2 separate regions of the Triticum aestivum genome follow, and region 2 is linked to region 1. Evidence: chromatin contacts called from public Hi-C data. All regions are on one chromosome and are shown on one strand. The core of a region is the stretch at or near the end of the contact, and the rest is flanking DNA. Distances in the headings are between cores, read along the strand shown.

What was found. Hi-C and Micro-C count contacts between places; a contact is called where the count stands out from the background.
Region 2: a contact with region 1 is called in a Hi-C map of leaf, with 6 times the contacts expected there. The contact joins the promoter of LOC123044288 here to the promoter of LOC123044286 in region 1. A contact is called at or near these places in 2 of 5 Hi-C or Micro-C datasets (both in leaf).

What each region holds. Positions count from the first base shown.
Region 1 is chr2B:191,719,148-191,726,258 of IWGSC CS RefSeq v2.1, forward strand. LOC123044286 (histone deacetylase 5) reads right to left here and starts at 3,863. Exons shown (of 13, transcript XM_044466991.1): 1 at 3,530-3,863; 2 at 2,724-2,925; 3 at 2,465-2,611; 4 at 2,035-2,147; 5 at 470-681; 6 at 54-118. The coding sequence starts at 3,699.
Region 2 is chr2B:192,167,904-192,175,014 of IWGSC CS RefSeq v2.1, forward strand. LOC123044288 reads left to right here and starts at 3,552. Exons shown (of 11, transcript XM_044466992.1): 1 at 3,552-3,853; 2 at 3,957-4,054; 3 at 4,212-4,309; 4 at 4,415-4,464; 5 at 4,813-4,908; 6 at 5,097-5,186; 7 at 5,468-5,557; 8 at 6,084-6,179. The coding sequence starts at 3,638. It overlaps LOC123044289 (a long non-coding RNA gene), which reads right to left. Exons shown (of 9, transcript XR_006419913.1): 9 at 6,710-6,974.

The sequences.
Region 1 (7,111 bases), core at 2,613-5,112:
GGTTCAGTGAGTTAAATAAAAGGTCATTTTTATGCAAGCCTGCAAATGCATACCTTTGTTAGTAGCAGTGCATATCCATCTGGAGTGATGCAGCAACCACCAAGAGGATCACCCATTGCTACCAAAAAAAGGGAGAAGATATTCAAAACCAGTGAGTAACAATAACATGCATGATTACTACATGACATACACAGAAGATCCGATTCCATTGCCATGTAATAGCAATACAATACAACGAAGTCCCAGCGATTATCAAAATATCATCAGTGAATATCTCAATGGTTATGCAAGAAAGAAATCAGGTATATGAGATGTACTACTCAAAGCAGGCACTTCTAGCCCACAGAATAAACTACAATGTCAGTATATATCAACAGTCAGGCTTCACAAGTAAGAAATGCCTAGATTTGGTTAGACGTGTTTAACTTTTACGGATAAGATAGTTTCTAAGAATTTTTCAACTGCCTACCTGCGTCAAACCCAGCAGACAGTAATATTATATCAGGATCAAATGCTTCTGCAATAGGAAGCAGTACATGGTCCCATGCAGCAACATAATCTGCATCACTACATTTACCATGCTCCCAGGGCACATTAATGTTGTACCCTTCACCAGCTCCTTCCCCAATGAAACAGTGAGATGCATCCCCTTCACAAGGGTAGAAGCTTCCGTAATCAAATCTACAAAGCAAACATTGGAATAATAGTTTACACACTATTGAAGGATCAACAGAATACCACATGACACAGGCCAGAAAAGTTTGGCTTCTATAATAATGCAATGGAACAGCTGTGTAAGTTTGAGATTTCACAATATCAGAATTGGTTGGATAGTTCTAGGAGAGGCCTTTACCGCACATGGCAAGTTACAATCCGTTGATTCATTGTAAGCTAAGACATGTACAGTTGTAAACTTAAACAATAAGCAGTTAGAAACTGCAGGTTTCTTCAGGCATCTAATATACTTATTGTTAGAAGAAGCTTCAGCGTTGCTGGGAGACTGGACATTCTCACATTTGTCAGAGGAAAAAGATAGATTTCAACATCATGTATTTTGGTTGGTCCAGATTATGATGGTGCAAATTAATCAAATATAATAGAGCAAGAGTTGTATAACAAGTACTACTCGGTTTTCAATCATAAGCACTGAAGTTACATTACAAGCAACTCTTTCTAATATAAACATGAATTGTAGTATATAGCCCTGCAGTTGCATGGGAAACTTAGCTAGCAATAGTAAGTAAATGCAATTAATCAATTACTATCATATATAAGCAGAATCAAGGGTGTGCAGTTGACAATTCAAATGACTGATAAAGTAACCATACAATGTTGATTGGCACACATAATGCAGGTCGATCCAATATTAGTAGTGTCGAGCTAGAAAGTATAAAATGACCATGATGAAACAAAAAAAGGAATAAACCTACAGCATAGAGTTATCAGCTATAGATTCTTCCATTGACAACAGATTAATACTTAATAGGTCCCTTGGCACATTACTCGCAGACTGGGCTCAAGCATTTACATTGTGTTATACAGCCCAACTGAATCAACATGCAATGCATAATGTAGCAATAGATATTGTATAACTTCTTCATATTCTAAAGAGTGTATTGCATGAGATTATCAGGGTGGATTGGTGGTACAAGGAGACTTCATCCCAATCGTTACAGGTACAATATCAAACAGTACTGCAGTCAGATCAGCTCACTCATATGAAAATGGGGTTTGTAATGCCATGTAAGTAAGAAATGGAGTTTCCAGATTTCTATCAACTGCAAGGATGCACTGTCAGAAACATGCTCAGCAAACTACATCCATTCAAAGAGCAGTAAACCTTGAAACTGTAAGCAACAAATCTGTCATGGCTTCACGAATATCATATCGTGAAGGTTATATGGCTAGTCTAAAGTCTAATCTTAGACTTTTCTTTCTCTCTAATGCATATAAATGCAGTGGTTTGGTTTGTGGGAAAAAATGTCTGGAGTCTAAACAAAGCATGCAAAGCAATGCCAAGGTGATGTGTCATACCTGTGCACTGAAAAGAACAATACACGAGAGTCACTATAAAACATCTTCTGTGTGCCATTTCCATGATGAACATCCCAATCGACGATTAATATCTTGTTGATACCTAGGTCAGGCTGTAACAGAACAGAGAAGATCAGAAAATAATCCATCTTCTTAGTAGATCACATCATAACAAATTGTGATGATTGTTCCTACATAGAAACATAGTTTAAAAAGGCGTGCCAAGGCTCTAGGCGATAGCAAAATGCCAAGCGCTGAATATGTGCATAACTGCGCTTAAGCATGCGCTTTGGTCAGAAAAGCACAAGGCGGTGGCAAAACGCACAATCAGCGCCTAGTGCTTTTTTTTACTTCGCGTAGAAAATGATGAACAAAAGTAGCACAAGTTGATCTTAACTAGAAAAATCAAAGGGAAGTTTCAAATATGTACCCTCTCATTTAAGAGATAATTTGCTGCAATAGCCACGTTGTTGAAGAGACAAAATCCCATTGGCTCATTATGTTCAGCATGGTGGCCTGGAGGCCTGACAAGAGCGATAGCAGAACTCAACTCACCTGCCGCAACCTTCTCAGCAACCTACTTGTCAAATGAATTGTTGTGTCAGCACTCAAGATCAATGGAACAAAAACTGTTGTACAAGACTATGGACCGTACATATGTAATGCAGGAAAAGTACACGCTAAATTACCTCGATGACAGAACCAGCTGCAAGGAAAGCAGACTCTGAGGAGCCCTCATTGAAGTAAATGGAATTGAATTTCCTAGCAGTCTTGTTTCGACGGTAATCATACTCCTTCGAGCTGATATCCCTTATCAGTTTTATATGATTTGGGGTATGGACAGAGGCTATATATTTTTCTTTGGCCTCCTTTGCCTTCATGTCCACACACCTGGAAGAAACTTATGTTAAACTACAGCCGCAGAACCTTGCAAAGTCATACAGTTGTTAAGCTAATCAAAGCAATGCAAACAGTGGATAGGACAGACGATATAATGCTAATGTTCAAACTTAACTCTAGTAGCATCCAAGTTACTACTGTACACAAGCAAGGGCTTGACTATCCATTACCCGAAATTGCACAAATACCAGGACTAAATTCCTTTCAGCAGCTACAGTGCATGCATGCTTGAACCCGTTGTATGAAAAATCTCTCTACTCTCCTCCCTTTCTCAGGCCCTTTAACATTTGGGCCACTTCAAATGTTAATCAAAACATAAGCATACAGTTATAATCATGGATACTGATTCATTTATTATTTAGTTTTTCACGAGACCAAAAATACAGTTTCTGGTAGATCGAAATGGGCATGGCCACAGTCGTAAATCGCAACAGGAATACATTAACACAGCGGAAGCGCGCGAGGACCTCCCATCCCGGCGTTTCGACGGAACGGTATTTTTATGCAAAAAAAAAGGGGGGGCACGAACGCCTCCTCGCGGATCCTCACACGAAATTACGGCGTTCTCGCTTACAGAGTCGCGGGTAGCGCGTACCTGGACGCGACGCCCTCGGCGTCGAGCTTGCGCCGGATGGCGCGCAGCCGCTCGGGGTTCTCCGGGTGCTTCTCCCCGTCAGGCGTCGCGTGCGCGCACATCCTATCGTCGTACAGCAGCCCCACCCTGGGCGCTGCGCCCACCGGCGTCGCTGCACCAGCCGCCGCCATCCTGCGCCGGCGATCGCCTAGCGCAGGCGGCGGAGAGACGGGGGGGGGCAAAGGGGCGAGACGGGTCGAAAATTGGGGTGGAGCGGAGATGGGGAAGACGACTGGACTGGACTGGTTGGTTGCCCCTCAGGTTGGTGGAGCCTCTTGTCTTGTGTGCGTGCCTGCGCCTGCGCGTGCTGGCGTTGGGCCCCACCTGGAAGTGGGTGCTCCGGGCTTTCTGAGTTTTGATCTGGGCGAGACTTCGAATTCGCGTAGCGGCAAAAGATTCCGCCGAACTTTTGCCAAAAAAAAAAAATCTACCGCCAGAATTGGCACGTACCGTCCCTCAAATGCCCAAGTACGTTTATATGGGTTGTCACATATCGCTCATACGATACAAATTGTCCGAATTCAACCGTTCGAAACAAAACAAAGTAAATCATAGTTCAACGACAATCCGAACATGCCAAAATGAAATCAATGTTTGAGCGTGATGGATGCCTCAACAACTGGCCGGATCACTCGCCGAGCATCATCCTTGTGTCCTGCTCCGCTTCCATTCGGGCCGCATGCTCCGCTGCCGCCGCAGCCGTCCTCGCTGCCTCGTACTCCCCATGGTCGTTGATCTCCTTATTTTTCTCTACAAGCCACTTCTTTGCATGCATATCCAAGAGGGTTTCGTCCGCCAACATGATCTTCGCATCCTCCACGTCCCGTGCGAGTTGCAACCTTTCCTTCTCAAGCGCAGTCTCTCCAAATGTCTTGCCTTCTCGAGCTCCCATTTGATCGCCGCATCTTACTTCTCCAACTCGATTTTCTCTCTCTCAATTTCCAGCTTCTTCTCCGTCCTCTTTCAGTTTCAATCCATCCTCTTCTTTTGCGCATCCAACGTGAGCTTGTACCTCTCCTCTCCCTCGCCGAAAAATGCTCATCCATGTGGAGGACATTTTTGTAGCCGCGGCATTACGGGAGGCCCTTGCCTTCTCCCACTTGTTTCCCATGACTTGTCGGTTATCCTTTGGCACGGTGGATCTCCCATTCTCGATGACAATATCTTCCTCTTCATCGTCCAAACCAATTGATTGGTGGTAGCTTGAGCCATCATTCCTCTTCTTGTCGGCCTTGAGATCGGCCACAAGTTGTGTCCACTTTGGCATGCCATTCATTATGATCCAACAATGTTTAAAAGTAAATGGCTTCTTCTCCATTTCGTGATACAAAGTGGTCACCACCGCCATCTAGCAAACAACATTATACAAGCACGAGAATGCAAAACAAACAAGCCCACGAAAATGATGACAAGATGAAGTAGCTTACGTGAGTTGCCACTCCCATCCCACTTTGAGGGCGTTTGGTCACTTGTGAGTAGTAGATGACGTACTTGTTACTTCCCCTTGAGTGACCCCCCATTGATGTTGGAGAGATGCCACATTGCAGTTGGTGACGATAGGATGCGGCTCCACATATTTCTTTTGTTCGTGATATTCCTTCCAAATATTCTCCCAATACTTGTTTCCCTTTTGCTCAGTGCCGCATATTGGATCCATTGTTGTGGCCAACCAAGTTTGACCAACAAGATATCCTCATAAGTTGTGAGACCTCTTGCCTTCGTCGTCTTTCCCTTCTACTTCTTATTGCTCGACTTGGGATCGAATGTTGTCCCAACTTCAAATGTAGTGCAAGTTGGATCCCCTAATTCGTACTCCATATAGATCGGACCTTGATTGTCATTGATCATGTTCGACGGGAACACCTCCAAAACGATCATGGTTTGCAAGCAATCATGATGTCCAAAATGAACTAGCGGTCTATGCAAGGCAGTGATCGGATAGGAGCAACAAGAACATACGACTCTTGTTGTGTCATTCCGTCGAACAGGTCGTGGGCAGCCCAGGCGCCACCGGCGCCCATGCTTGTCCATGCCCGAACGAGTTGCGACGAGTGACATACGTCCACCATCAGCATCTGCGTGGGCGGAAAGCTCTCTAGAATGCCCCAACTGTCCGTGGGATCCTCCTCTGTCCCAAAGTGGTCTTACGGCGCAATCCACGTCTACAGACGGATGGATGGGATGCGGAGTTTCGGGCGCAGCAGGGGGGAAGTTGCTCGTCCATGTCTGCTTCCCTCTCTCGCTGCTAGCATCGCCGGATCCTTCGGTCGATGTTCTCCACCTTGCACGACGAAGCCTAGGACGGGACGCTGACGGAGGAGGCGGACGTAGTCTTTGTCGCTACGGTAGCAAACGAGTTGGACGACATCTAGGGCGACGGATCAAGACCGGTGGTGAGGATGGAGAGCAAGGGTGGTGGACGGCGAGGGCTCTAACGCGGGAAAGGTAGGAGGAAGGCGGGAGGAGGAGGAAGGTTTGGTAGATTTGATGCAAATTATGGTGGGGTAGGACTGCTGGTCCGATGTGGCAGACGCGCCCGCGCGCCCCCATATCCGCCCCATATTTGGGCTGGATATGAGATGTGCCGGTCAACCTAGGCATTTGAGTCTCGTTTAAGGAGCCCGTCTGGATCGCATTTTTGTGATCGGTTAGTGACCGGGCCGTTCACCCAGGAGTTTGAGGCGGGTTTGAGGTGCCTCGCTAAGATGCGCCTACATGTACACGGGTCCATTGAAATCGCTTACCTCTATGCTCCCCATCCCCTCGAAGAAAAGAAACCGCGCACACACGCTCATACATACACCCATACATAAACGTACGCACGCACGCATACTATTGGGGATATTGAAAGTGTGTTATATCGACTAGAGGGGGTGAATAGGTGATTTTTACAAATTCTTGAGCAACAACATAGTCATCATGATGAAATGAAAACAAGCACAGAGTACAGATAGCGTGAAAACAGGATAAGCAGGTTGAAGACTATGTGACTGAAGAAATTGGATTAAGGAAATAGAGAAAGTCTTCAGTCAAAGTCTTCAAACAGTAATGATCAGGTTCATCAACACATGGATGAGGAAATGAATGGGTTGAGGAAATAGAACCAGTTGGCTTGGTGAAGACAATGATTTGGTAGACCAGTTCCAACTGTTGCGACAGTTGTACGTCTGGTTGGAGCGACTGAGTATTTAAACTCGAGGACACACAGTCCTCACTGTATTCTCCTCGAGCTAAAGTCACACAGACCTCACCCAACACTCGTGGTAAGTCTTCAGGTGACTTCCCAACCTTCATAGACTTGGTCACTCGGCGATCCACAATTCCTCTTGGATACTCAGACCATGACGCCTAACCGTCTGGAGGATACACAGTCCTCAAAGTTAACAGCGTCGGTTCCACACAGGAACAATCTCTTCAGTGATGCTCAATCACTTTGGGTTTGTAGGTGTTTGGGTTTGGGTTTTGGGTTTTCCTCACTTGATGATTTTCGCTAAGTCCCCAGAGGATGGGATGCTCTCAATGACAAGTGTCAGTTTCTCGCGG
Region 2 (7,111 bases), core at 2,302-4,801, 450 kb after region 1:
CTAGACCTGATAATGGTCGAGGACGGCGCCGAAGAACTCGGAGAAAGGTGGGATGAGTCCCGCGAAGACGCCGTGGAGGAAGAAGGGCTAAACCATCCGATGTGGAAGAAGAATGAAAGCAGAACTAACAACATTGGACACATCTATTGTGGAAGAAGAATGACTTCAAGATCCTTTGATGGACTTGCCATTGGTTGAGAAGTCAATTCCGGCTATCTTTGTGAACCACGACAATCAAACCGTTATTATCAAAGTAAAGAATTCAAAGGACAACATAAAGTCCAACATGCACATAAGAATGAGATTAAAAGTTGTCAAAAATTTAAAAAACTCTAGGGTGATAGCGTTGGATTACATTCAGCGGCTAAGAATCTGGTAGATGCCTTTACCAAAAGGCTATCACATGTTGTGATAGACAATGCATCGAGAGAGATGGGTATGAGGCCCACATGAGTTGCCATGGTAGTAACCCAACCTATCGGAGATCCCGTGAAGTAGGATCTGAGAAAACAAGACAGTGGTGAACTAAGGAGGATAGTAACTATACTAAGCCACTCCATTGGAGATGCAATACTCTCAAAATCTGTATGGTAGGTTGACTGATGTCTTAATGTGTTTCAAAGATGATACAAGCACGATAGTATCTTACATAGAGATCTTTGAAAGAACACACCTATATGAGCTCGACTGCTGGTCATAGTCTATGAGATTGGGGTGATCTTTAGCAAGCTCATGAATATGCCAGAAGTGTGACTAATATGTTCCACCTGAGGGGTCAGCCTTCAACATCTAGTACTAGTAAGACATGTGGTGAAACTTCTTTACGCCAAACTAACAATTTAAGGCATAGTCCATTGTTCAGTTATGAAGGAGTGTAGCTACTTGCTCTAGGTGGAGTTCAACCTTAACATGTCTCCACTGAAATACTGGTATGTCAAAATAGTGTTTGAAACAAAGGAAAAAAAAATGGGCCCTTGAGATCTGGTAGGGGATTGTTGAAATATTAGGGTAGTCCTAGGGCACATCTAACAATTTCTGAAAATCTCCGATGACCCATGTGGGCTATATGGCACTACGTGTGGTGTGTGAAGTTTAGCCTTATACCGCTAGTTGGAGAGGAGTTAGACCTCCTCATACGGGATTCTCTTCGACATGATATTGAAGCTTGAGAAGAGAAGTGGTTCCGCACGCTCCTCCTATGCCGCCCGCCTCGCCTCGCCTCGTCACGACGCACCGCGGGTTGCGGGAATGTGCCGAGACGAGCCGAGCTCATACCTATGCGCTTATTTTTGTCGGTCAGGAACGAAAAGTCTTTAACAACCAGGCCACGTTCTGAGACGTCGGATCGTAGGTTGTTACCGACTCGGACGTGAGTCCAGCCCACGTCTCTCCACGCGACTGCGCCTATATATGTGAGGTGTCTGCCAACCCTAGCCGTCACACGAGACATATCGCATCTGCCTTCACGGTCGTTGTCGTTCCTTTGTTGGTGATGCCGCCGGTGATCCCATCCCATCCAACGCGTACACCATTGATGGAAGACCAAGCCTCCGAAAACCCGCCTCTTCGGATTCTGTACGGAAAAGGCACGATTAGTTTTTTGGGGAGCGTCCCCTACGCGACTGCTTGCCGCCGTTCGTCCACATCCGCTGCATCCATGGGCGGAGCTACAGGGTGGCCAGGGTGGGCCGCGGCCCACCCTGGGATTTTGGGTTAACCTATATACCTATGGATCTGTTACTGGGCTAGAGAGAGAAAAAAAATAGCCCAATAACCCGAACGCAGCCCAACTGATGCAGCCACAACACACTCCTCGTCCAGATCGAGCCAGCGACTACATCGAGCTAGGAGGATCCCTTTCCCTTTTCCGCCCCCCTGCGAGCTGCTTGCGCGTGCGCGTGCGCCTCTGCCCTGCACGTATGCGGTGCCGCGTCCCTGCCCCTGCCTGCCTGACGCCCCTACTAAGCCGGCCGCGGCCGCCCAGTGCCCCAGTGCCCCTGCCTGTCCTACGGTAGCAACTCAGCTGAGCCCGATTTAAGGTATGAACTGCCCAATTTCCGATTCCTAATTTCTAATTTATGGTTTATTTGTTCTGTGCTATGCTATCCAATAGATAACCGAACACCTGCATAATTTTGCACATCATTTCTCCCCCAAATAGCTTTATTATTAGAAAGTAATTCTTATTGCAGAATTGTTGAAGAAATGAAGAGGACCAGATACATTGTTTTCTTTTTCAAAGAGAAGCTATGAAGAAAGGGAAGAAGAAGGCAGAGGCTATGCCAGATGTGGCCATCGAAATCTTGTTGATCTCTCGGTTGAGCTTCTTCAAACAGGGAGACATATTATTCATAATTGGGTGTACTTGCTGCTAAAGTTGGTACCGATTCTATTGGTGGCCACGACAAATATTGAGAGAGCATTTTTAGCTATGAGTTTAGTAAAGAGCAAGTTGAGAAATGAGATGGGTGATAACCTTTTGAATGATTGCCTAGTCACATACATTGAGAGGGATATTTTCTCCGAGGTAAATGAAGATGATATAATTTATACCTTCATGGCATTGCAAAAGCGTAGCCCAGAAATATAGTCTTTTTGAACTTCTCAAGGTATGTACTATGCTCCATCTAGTATACCATGTAGGCTTCTTTATGCAAAACTTGGACTTAATTGAGAATTACTTAGACTTAGTTGAGAATTTTAGTGTGTTTGTAAGACCATATTAATCTATTTCTATGTGATATTAATAATTAGTTAGAACATTCACATGTCATTTTTTTCGTTTTTTGGGAAGGGCGGACCACCCTGTTCTCAAATGCTAGCTCCGTCACTGGCTGCATCATCTACATTTGCATCGTCTTCATCGTCACCATGTCCGCTGAAGTCGAGCGTGTTGTCGCTGAGAAGCTTGAAACCGAAAAGAAGGCCATTGATGACGCCACCGCTGCTACCGCCACTGCCGCGGCCTCTACTTGGCCGAATGGAGGGCATAATTCGTTTATCCTGCTTTTATTGATTCTGTTTTAGCCATGCTAATGTTATACATAGATATATCTGCTATTAGCGTAGCATGCGCTTTGGTGATTCGATATCAACGTGTTTATTTATGCCAATGTCTATGTTAGTAATTTATTCGTTGATTAATTTATTAATGAAAAAATTGCTACTCAGCACACTCCACATACATGGACGTCGGTCGCGATCGTCGCCGGCCGCCACGTGATGCGTGCATGTTTGTGTGCCACGCAGCGTGGCACTTTCCGCGCCCATACGCTGGACGCGCGTCGTGACGGTGCTACAGGGTTCGTCGGCGGGTCACACCCGTGAAGGACCCAGCTCAGCTCAGCTCAGCTCAGGAATCGATGTGTCGGTACTTGGAGTTTGCCGAGAACGGTTAACGGCCGAAGGCTGATTGCACTGCCGAAGCAAAGCTCGGACGCGATCGCCGGTGGAAGGCCCGTTGCGTGCCACCGTTTCCGTGCAATTTTGCACGCCCACCACGCGTGTCGACGTAGCGGCAGCAGCACAGGCTGCCAGGCGGGGGCCACGAGGTGCCCACCGCCCCCTTGGCGCCCCATAACATCCGCTCAACCCACACACTCCAACGAGCGCGCGGGGCGACCGGCTAACTCCACCAATGCCGCCGCTGCTCACCCTCTCCACCTCGCCGGCGCTGCCGCCCCCGGCGCCACGGAGGGCCCGGTTCAGGGTCGCGGCCTCCGCCGACGTCGGCGCCACCGGCCGAGCCGCCGCCGCCAACGACTTCCCGCCGTTCCTGCCCAGGGCGGTCGAGCGCATCCGCGACGGCGCCGCCCTCCGCCTCACCAAGCGAATCGAGCGCGTGCCCGTCCAGGCGAGATAGCTTCTCCGCAAACTGCCGTAATTTTGCTTTTCTGTTGATAATCTGCCGTAGTAACACCCGTGCTGAATTTTTTCTTAACCGATTCCCACTCCAGACCGGCTTCTCCAAGAGCCCGATACCGAGCAGCTGCGTGAGGCCACTCAAGCAGCAGCAGAGCGCCGATCCGGTCGTGCTGCTCCACGGCTTCGACAGGTTCGTGCAATGCAACACCAAATTTTGGGGCGCTGCCTATCTTACCGTTCGACCTGCAATGTCTAATTCCGGTCTCAATGGGGTGCTGCCACAAGAGTCTTCTTCTACTTTTACCATGCATTTAGCAGGATGGACACTCTAAAAGTGTTAGATGCAGTTCTTGTTTAGAGTGGAGGTATACCTACCCTTTGCTGGAGGATGCTGGGTTGGAGACTTGGGCTGTGGACATTCTTGGATGGGGCTTCTCTAATTTAGGTATGCCCTCACTCTGCTGCATATCGTTGGAATTGGTTCTATAATTGTGCTTGCCACAGTTGCAAGTTGTGACAACTTCTGATATATTGATCGATTGGATCGTAGAAACAAGGCCACCCTGTGATATTGTGTCTAAGCGCGAGCATCTTTATCAGGTATACAAGTTAACTACTACTGCTGGTGTACATGTAGATAATGTCCATGTGATGAGTTCAGTTCCTACTTCCTAGTCTCCAAATGTCCTGTTTAATTCAGAGTGGGTTTGATAAGTAACTGAAGTCTCAGCCTTGCTCAGAGCTGCACAAAAACTAGCTTCTATTCCAAAATAAGGACTGGGTTTCTGGATTATGTATTACTGCGCTTTTTTTAAGCAAGTTTTCAGCTTGCCTTTCCTTGTTTAAATATGCTCAGTCTTTTAAGACCAGTTTTTATGATTTTGTAGTAAAACTGTTTTTATGATTACAGTGGTAATATCCTTACATCTTGATAAACTCTTTGTGTAGTTCTGGAGATCCTACATCAAAAGGCCTATGGTACTAGTTGGGCCTAGCCTGGGTGCTGCTGTTGCCATTGATTTCGCAGTCAACTATCCGGAAGCGGTACCAGCATTTTAAGAAATACTCTGTCCTCTTCATTTCTTACCTAGCAGTCTAGCACGTAGGAGTAGTACCAAAAACTAAAGATATATATTTTTAATGCTGTCACTGATGCGAATTGTATGTACTTTTCTGTAACTGGACAAATCCGCAAGCTTTGTTACAAGAAGCCAACTTCATCTTCATCGCAGGTATCAAAATTAATCTTCATTGGTGCAAGTGTATATGCGGAGGGCACAAAAGATATGACCAGAATGCCTAAATTTGTTCCATATGCTGGGGTGAGTGTTTTACTGAGCTGCATGCTTTGCTTCAACGTAGCTTTATTTCAGTGTCGAATCATTCTGTTTCTGTTGATATCTTTTGCTGTTACTGTTTAGTTTTTGTGTCCTGAACTCCTGATGCCCATGCTTACTGTATGCATATTTATTTTACTTTATGATGATTATGCTTGTCCTAAAGAATGCTCATATTGTATTATTATCTTTTGTTTGTGTCAAACCGATCCAGTGGTATGTTCATATGTTTTGGCTGGAATACAGTGTAATTCTTTGCTCCCCAGGTTTTTGTACTGAAGAGTCTTCCTCTACGACTATTCGCTACACGCTTGGCATTTTATAATATTCCAGATGGATTCTTTGATTGGGTGCAGGTAAGTATCTGTACATTCCTTACTGAACGGAACAACTATCATATTCTGGTTGTTGGTCTATCAGTTAACTCCACTTTATGAGGCGTACTCATACCTTTCTAGTATGCGGTTTTCTCTATCATTCTTCAAGAAACTTTTTTTTCTTGAACACACACGTAAATGCGTGTTGTTGTGTATTAGTAAGCTAAAAGACAAAAAATGCCAAAAAAATGCCCAATGTGCAAGTACTTAACAAGTTAACTGTCATGCTGCATTTGATGTGTCAAAAACATACAAACCTTTTTTTGCTTCATGCTGCAATATTGTAATTGAACTGCAAAAACATCTTATATTTAGTTATAGAGGTAGTGCTTTGCATCCCAATCATATATTTCTTGCCAGTCGAATTCTGCTTAGGTATACCTGATATCCTGTTTTTAACAGTGTGCAGGTATCACCGCGCGCAATTGGAACCATTTAGTTTCCTCTTTACTTTTGGGTTACAAGTCATGTGTTTTTTCTTGTATTAATTTATTATTCATTACAGATTGGCCGTCTACACTGCCTGCTTCCTTGGTGGGAAGATGCTACGGTTAATTTTATGATTACTGGAGGTTATAATGTCATAAACCAAATAAAGCAGGTTCTTTTCTATAAACATCCAAATTATGATTTTATCCTCTGTTCACATATGCTAAATGTTGCTTATTCCTTATCCAATTCCGTTGTCTTCATATCATTCATGGTGCTGTAGGCTCGTAGGACCTATCAGTCAGTAACCTTCTCGTTTTATTTAGATGAAGGAAGAGAACACTCTCCCTGTCTCTGCATCCAAATATGCACACAACAAACTTGTTACAAAATCATTAAAATATGTGTCGGATGACCACTGTTGGAGGCTGTAGCCTTGTTTGCTGCAACAAAACTTCAGTGATGTGAATATTACTGGTCATGCAAGACACCAAATAAATGCTATCGATGCTGATTCAGAGTTTCCCTTTTTCTCATTTTTTTCTGAAACATTCTCTTTTTTCTCAGTATTGTTCCTTTACTATCTGAAGTCTTTTGGTTCTTCTAATATAGATAGTTCAAGTGCTGATAGTGCTTCCTTCAGCACTAGCAGAATCTGTTGCATAAAAAATGGCAATTTTTTGTAAACAACGGGCCCTTCTGTTGATTTACACTAAAGAAACTGCCACGGTATAACTGCCTTACAGAGCTTAACCAAAGCAGAAATAAACACTAACATCTCCTGTTATTACAAAACATAGAGCATCAGCTAAGCTGCAAATGGGTCTCTAGCAAAGCTGTAAAAACATCACTTTCACCCTATGATCCTTCTTGTTGCCGGCGCCCATCAATGCATTCGTGCATATGCCTCCATGATCACCTTGGGCAGTATCACTCCAGCCTAAATGTTTATTCGGTCTTGTTCTTTCTGCAACATCGCCCAGGAGTCAATGTGGCTGCACAAGTTAAAGATGACAGCTAAAGATCATCAGGAAATTTATGTTTGTACATATTATTCGATCTTGTACTCCCTCCGATTCATTACTTGTCTTAGATTTGTCTAGA